Regions from separate parts of the Gasterosteus aculeatus genome. Here region 2 is linked to region 1. Evidence: chromatin contacts called from public Hi-C data. All regions are on one chromosome and are shown on one strand. Each heading gives the region's core, a stretch centred on a gene start, on an enhancer-like site or on the middle of the called end of the contact. The rest is flanking DNA. Distances are from core to core; before and after follow the strand shown. Region 1 holds the start of pxylp1 (2-phosphoxylose phosphatase 1). Region 2 overlaps LOC120827251 (SPRY domain-containing SOCS box protein 4-like).

The links. A called contact is a pair of places that touch in the nucleus more often than the background predicts.
Region 2: a Hi-C map of skeletal muscle shows a contact between it and region 1, with 5 times the contacts expected there. The contact joins the enhancer-like site here to the promoter of pxylp1 in region 1. A contact is called at or near these places in 4 of 6 Hi-C or Micro-C datasets (liver, skeletal muscle and tail fin).

Annotation. Positions count from the first base shown.
Region 1 is chr1:2,353,832-2,357,688 of fGasAcu3.hap1.1, forward strand. It overlaps pxylp1 (2-phosphoxylose phosphatase 1), which reads right to left and starts at 2,510. Exons shown (of 6, transcript XM_078107228.1): 1 at 2,338-2,510; 2 at 1,157-1,303. The coding sequence starts at 1,238.
Region 2 is chr1:2,389,053-2,392,454 of fGasAcu3.hap1.1, forward strand. It overlaps LOC120827251 (SPRY domain-containing SOCS box protein 4-like), which reads left to right. Exons shown (of 3, transcript XM_078107249.1): 3 at 1,508-2,486. The coding sequence ends at 1,635. Among protein-coding and RNA genes, the nearest start is that of LOC120827251, 16 kb to the left of the region's middle. Within about 2 kb of position 1,374, at least 4 of the 9 cell types and tissues checked have open chromatin away from gene starts, as enhancers often do.

The sequences.
Region 1 (3,857 bases), core at 1,260-3,759:
GGGAGAAGATGACACTAATATTGACACAGGGTAGGTACTGTGTGTGTGAGGAAACCACCCGCACGGGGCGATGCAGCCGGTGACCGTTGCGCAGCACATAAATCCTCTTTGTCATCCAGAGACGGTGGATGTGAATTTCACCGAAATTCATTTCAGAATTGTAAAGTCTTCAATAAAGAGCCAAAATGTCGCAAAAGAGGAAAAGTCAAAGGATCACCAATATAATGTCATTGGTTTAAAAGGCCGGCGGAAAACCAATGACCTCAGGCCCGTTTCCAAGTCAGAACACGTCGGCCTCATTCACAGATCAACAGGAATCTAACGTTTTACTGGGAACACAGAAAACACCGACACTTTCCAAGCAAAAAGTTCCTGAAATGTGCTTGTTTGCCGAGACATTGTCAACGCTATCATTTCATTGGATGATGTAGGTTTACGAGAGAGACAAAAACACAGGCAACCTACAATCACATCCTTCCTCCCCTCATGTTCTCCCAGGACGTGTCCCCTCGCTGGCTGCGCCTGTCCTCCTTGGAGGTGGGGGTGGGGTTGCATGTATGTTTGTGTGTGAAGGAGATTTAGAAGTCTAATTCTATAGGGTTGCTCCCGAGCACCTTGAACACTTCCACCGCACTGAAGTTTCATTTCTCCCTTCGTGCTTCGTTCCCTCACCTGCTCCCACACCCTTGTTCCTCTAATCTCCCTCTAATGAGCACTTCCACTGCAGGAGAGCTCGTCTCCACAGACCCCAGCGCCGGTTTCCTTGCATTCACTGCGGGCTGGCGAGGATACATCGTCTCTAGACAATACCTACAGGAGACGCTGAACAATGACCTGATGGAGGGATGTGGGCGGGGGACACAATTATGTACAGCGAGGCAGATCTGATCTCCCGAGGGTGTTTCAGAGCATCAGGAGTGTACATCGGCTGGTGCTGGATATTAATAGGAAGAAAGCCTACAGATGATTGAGCTTTGTTTTGGTATGAATGGGGTCTCTTTCAATGGGACCACGAAGAAAGGATGTGCAAAGCATGTGCAGCACAAACAAGCACGCAACGTCAACGGAATGGTCGGTTTCCCCTTTCAAATGGAAACGCCGAGGCGAGAGAATGACCATGTTTGGAAGTCAGGCCGAGCCAAAGCGGGGCACTTACAGAACTGCAGGCTCAGGCTGATGATGGCCAGCGCCGCCCCGCCCACCAGCACCAGGAGGAGGAAGCGGTTGCGAGCCAGCATCTCGTCGTGCGATTGGTCCTCGTCCCTGACGGTCAGCCATCCAGATCGCGGCCCATCCCTGCAGGCTGGACACAAACAGTTAGTGAGCTCACACAGCAACGACTGGGTTAGGTGACTAAATGACGCCAAGTGCTAAAATAGTAAGTAGTAAAGAGAACCGAAACGGGTCATACGTTCAGTATATTACTTTTTAATCACAATGAATGAAAACTACCATTAGATTCCCAGTGTCACGTGTGCAGCATCGTAAACAGCCTGGATGCTTTTTCCACGATTAAAGAAAACAGCAGTTATTTATTTCCGTGCAAACTGCGATCAGGGACACGAGGAAAGGAGAAGACTCAAAAAGTGCAGTAAATGTGGCCTCACAATCCAAACCCTATGATTAGGAGCTCTAAAAATACGCGCAGACGATGCTTCACCGCCTCCACATCCCGCCCGGTGCCTTGACGCACAGATACCGATTACAAACGTATGAACACGTCACACGAACATATAAACAAAACGAAAACACGTAATCGAGCGAAGTAAAGACTTATACACACACACACACCTGCCACGTGACGAGTTACGGTTAAGGAGACCGGCTGGTCCCGTTTTTTGTATTTAACATCACGCTATTTTTTTTCCACGTTATTGTCGCGCCGCAAACGCCGGGTCTTTAGCGGGAACGTTCATTCACCGAAAAACACGCAGTCGTCGGGCGAGCGAAGCGACGCCCCGCTGAGCTCCGCGCCACCGGAGGAAAAGTGCCTTAAGTGACGTTAATTTGGCTAACAGTTAGCTACCGCTAGCTACTTAACGTAACGTTCTTTAACCTCGTCCGTTAGCCGAAGGGAGACACCGGGACTAAAGGGACTTCTGCTCACTTCCATTCGTTATCTGTGCGGACTTGTTGCGTGTGTCGCGTGCGCATTGGCGTGCGCTAATGCGTGCGCGTTAATCTGCTGTGCCGCCCCCCCCCCGCCCCCCTGAACGGGCGACCAGCCGGCTCGAGGTATTTAAAACAAACAACAACCGGACCGCCGAGAGAGTCTCCTAAAGTAAGAGCACATCGCGCCCCCGAAGACCCCCAAACCACGACCACCCCTCCGCTTACCTGCGGGAACCGAGAGGCGGAGGACCGACGTTTAAAATACTTGAATCCACCGCTTCGGTTTCTCCGACTGCCGCGACGGAGACCCGGCGTCAAGCCGCTTGTCGTGGAGACGCAAGCGCCACTTCCGGTGGCTGCCTTTCAAAATAAGTTCGCCACGATCTTGTGGCTGAGACATGAAAACGCGATACTTTTGTGTCACAACGGAATATATACGATTGATATATTTATTTATGTGAGTGTATATTTGACTCACATTCATTGTCTTGTAAGGTTTCATATGGAATTTGACAGCTGTTACGTTGCTCTCACCGTACCCACAAATAAATGGACAAAACAATGAAGGATACATACATTTATACATACATTGATCCCTAGATAATGTTTTTTGTTGCTGCTATTTACATTCTTTATGGTGCAAATTAAAAAATGCACTACATGAATGCTATTTACATTCTTTATGGTGCAAATTTAAAAATGCACTACAGGGATGTGCTTCTGTTTTATTTGTTTTGTTTGTCATGCGTTTGTTGTGTTGCAGATGGGATGAAAATGAATTGCGTTGGGCTGCCTTGCGCGTTGCATAATGACACTTTTCCTTGAGTCCTTCAATCCTAATCCATATGTAATAAGCAAAGTTTTGCAGTTCTTTCATGTTGCAGCCACAGGGTTGAAGCTCACAGGATGAACTCATCTGGGATGTAGTCAAATTTGCAATCATGCAAAGCACAGTATATCAACAGATCCCATCCATTGCATCAGTGGCCACATTTTGTCTTCAGAACCATGTCATTAGACGTTACTAATTCTGCTTTTATTTTGAAAACATCACGTGTTCGCACTCTCTCCGTATCTTGACGCACGTGGGAGAAAAGCGAGGCTGCGTCGTGGCGCGTTCAGAATCCCGACCTCACTGCCCCATCTGCTGGACCTGCCAGCGCAGCGCACATGCTGCCTTCACGGCCTCCGCCAGTGGTGCGTTCAAGTGCAGACGACGACGAACGAGACCAATAACCCCGTTCACAAAAATATCACGGTTACATGGAGAGAATAGAAATATTAAAATGTATAATGTGTGTACGAATAACAAGTAAGTTGAGACGGACAGGTTTGTTATTAAAGTGAGTATTACATATACGTATACGTATTATTATTTTTTTTTTTTTAAAGAGTCGTACTCTAGCTCGGTTGGGGAAAAGGCAGCATAGTTTGTTTAAAAGAAAGTTCATGGTTGGTTAAGAAAATAAAATTCTCTTTCAATCTGTCTTAAAAAATGATATCCCACAGTCAGACTGTTTAAATACTATGAGGAGCTTAAAATGTTTCAGTATTATTTGGAATTATTTAGATAAACCAACAGAACAACGCAGGTCCACAGGAAGCTGATACTTGTACGTCGGTCATATCTTGACTGCTTGTGTTATAATTTGTCTTTTGTTCTTTTTAATGATTTATGATCACCAGCAGAAGGAATTTGGTGTGACTGTAAAACAAAATGGAAGAAAACCAAAAACACTCTTTTG
Region 2 (3,402 bases), core at 124-2,623, 34 kb after region 1:
CCGCACTTCCCCACCCTCCAAAGACTTGAGAGGGCAGAGACGGGGACGAGGGATGACGATGGGGGACGGACTGAGGGAGGGACGGAGGGCTGCCATGTACGACGGCGATACGAGCCGGCGTTAAATAACTGAAAACCGTCTCTGCCAACGCCACGGCGCCACCCTCCATCCTGTCGGCGCCGGCTGTCATCCTCTTACTTCTGGCTCTTTTCTTTCCTCCTCGTCGGCGGCGATGATGCTGGCGGGTAAAACACGGAGGAAACGGGGAGTACGTGTTGTGCATAAACTACACGTGCTCGCTTAGTGGATCGTGCCCCTCCCACAGAACATGAACGCCCTCCACCAGAGAACCTGATGTCTCTGCCAGTGGATTCTGATCCCCTAGTTGAAAGCATCACGTCATATTCTAAGTCTGAATCGGGCGTTCGATGCTGGGGGGCCATGGCGTTGTCCCATGGCGGGACGAGCTGGTTACTATGGAAACTACCTATATGCGTAAGGTTAAGACTGATTAATTGCTGTGAGCTGATTTTTTTTTTTTTCCAGACTATCAGTAATCTCATGTATTTAGTTTCCCATTTTAGCAAAGCGATCTGAGCCAACCTGAAATCCCTTCTAGAGGCTCTTATTCTGAAATGCCCTTCCACAGGAAGTAAAGCGGATGTTGTTTCAGAACACCGAGCCGCCGCCTTGATGTGGTTTTAATATCCCCGGACCCCACGGGATCCGTTTTCAACGGCCTTTTCTTCGGTTTAATGCTGATTTTTAAAGTTTGACGCCGTGAACTATTGATGAAGCAGTTTCAGGGTCTTTTGTCAAAACGACGGCGCCATCAATAAATCATAGCATGAAGCCTCCGAGCGAGCCTGTGATGTCTCATGAATAAAACCTCTATGCAAACAGGCAGAAGCCAGTCAGGAGGGTGCATGTGCACGTGTGTGTGTGTGTGTGTGTGTGTGTGTGTGTGCGTGTGTGTGTGGCAGCAGCAGGATTTCAGCCCCACCAGATGGTGCCTCCAGGTGGAGCAGCTTGACATCACGGCTGTATGGCAGTTTAGAGTCTGTTTCTGTTGGGACACACAGACATCACTTGCCTCCACAGTTTGTGGGGGTGTTGTGTGTGTGTGTGTGTGTGTGTGTGTGTGTGTGTTGTGTTGCCACGTTAGTGCTGCTTCTCTCTCTGCTTGTAACACGCAGCCGAGGTGCTGATTAAATATTCTTGGTGTCACCGCACTTCTCCGTCACCAGGTGAAGGGAAGACATTCGACCCCCCCCCCAAAAGCCCGGCGGCCATTAGCCCGGCCTGGAACGGCCCCGAATGCACAGAACGGGTCTCCATGGCAACGTATACGCCACTGCTTCACGTGGCGCCAAGTCGCGCTGACCAGACGGATCCTTTGCGTGAGCCGCTGTTCAGGTGGAGGGGGAGAGCGTATGAACAGGCCTGTTTAAAAATGATGAATAAATATTCATGTGTCTCTCTGCCCCCCCCCCCCCCCCCCCCACAGCGGAGCCCCTCCCCCTCATGGACCTGTGCAGACGAGTAGCTCGACTGGCTCTTGGCAGAGAGCGCATCCATCACATCGACGGCCTCCCGCTGCCACAGACGCTGAAGAACTACCTCCAGTACCAGTGACCCCCCCCCCCCCCCCACACCACACACACACACACACACAGACACACACTGCGATGGGAGGGGCCGGGGGGTCTCCTCTGGGGCGCCGCGTTTTTATCTTCTGGTTTTGTTTCTTCTTCTTTTTTTAAAGCCGGTCAATGAAACGAGGGACGAACGAAGACGCCGTCTTTTCTGCACGCGCTGCTTCTGAGACCATGTTGGTGTTTATATTTATATTCCCAACAACACAGCGGGCCACGTGGGGGGGGGGGGGGGGGGGGCTGTGTTGGTGTGTACACGTGGATTACACAGTGTTTCATGTGTACACAAACACACTCCGCTGTCTTCAGTTGACAAGCAGGTGGTTTCCACCAGACCCCCCCCCCCCCTCCAGATCTCTGGCTCCTCATCACGTGCTGGTTTGATTTAAGCCTCCAGCATGTTTGAACGGGGGGGTGTCGCCTCTCTGGCTACTGTTAGATTACGATTCATCTGAAGGTTGAAGTTGTGTGTTTGTGCTCTGTGAGACGGAGACACACACACACACACACACACACACACACACACACACACACACACACAGAGTACATGTCAACACCTCTGGTATGTCTCGCCCCCCCCCCCTCCCCTCACACACACATCAAGTTTTTAATGCTGCTTTCCATCTTTTTATTCCACCGTTTTACACCCGTGTGGGTTTTTTGGGGGGTTTCATGAGATTTCTTTAGTGTTTACGTTCTTTTCTTCATTCCGCGGCTCGTGAGGTTTGTGGGTCTGCGGGACGTCGGCTCGCGGTCGGAAGTGTAAAGAACAACAAGTCCAATGTGCCGCCATGAGAATTTTTAAAATGTGAATAAAGAAACTCTGCTGAAGTCACCGTCTCGCTGTTGTTTTATACATTATAAATGAGATATTAAGGAGATCCTATTGCCCCCCCCTCACACTCCCGCCAGATGCTGGGTGGTTTTCAGTGTTGAGGCGAGATTAGCCAGCTGTAACCCCCCCCCCCCCTCCCCTTAAACACAGATTACTGTTGTTGAAATAACATGAATTGACGGTCCGCAAATGCATGAAACGCAATCACCTGTGAGCCGGTCTGCACGTAGTGACGTCACACGCGGCCTGGACTCGGGGGTTGATCAGCTGGTCGAGTGGGGATCAAGCGTTTGCCTCGTGACTGCCGCCCCCATGTGGCGACGCGCGCTCACTACAACAGCGCCGCTTTCGCGCGTGAGAGGACGACGACGACCGGACGTCTGTTCGAGGTGTCACTGCCGCTCGAGGCAGTGGGATCATAGGGGGGTTAATATATATATAATATATTATTAGTTGTTCAGTCCTGTCCTTGTGAAAGGCTTCGCAGGCATCGGTAAATACATGACGTCAGAGAGCTGCAGAGGCATGACGTCAGAGCCGTAGAGGCTCAATGCATTCAAATTGTGAAGGAATAAACGCACTCTAGTTGTGTCTCATGTGTTTGAATAACTTCAGACTAATAATCCAGTATTCACTGTATCAAAGGTGGATCCGCTCGGGATCCCGCGGTCTATTTCTGCGAGTCGAGGGTGGAGGTGACGGTGCCCCCCCCCCCCCCCCCTGTGTGCAGTGTTTCCAATGTCCGCTAGATGGAGACAAACTATTCATTATGGGTTCATAATCTCCTTCGTGTTTCCAGAGTTGATGTGTTTTTTAGACAAAATAAAGTATTCATTTTTTCAACATACTATCGTATGATTCTTCATTTGTACATTATTGACAATTACTATTGTCTGTTTTTAAAAATACTAC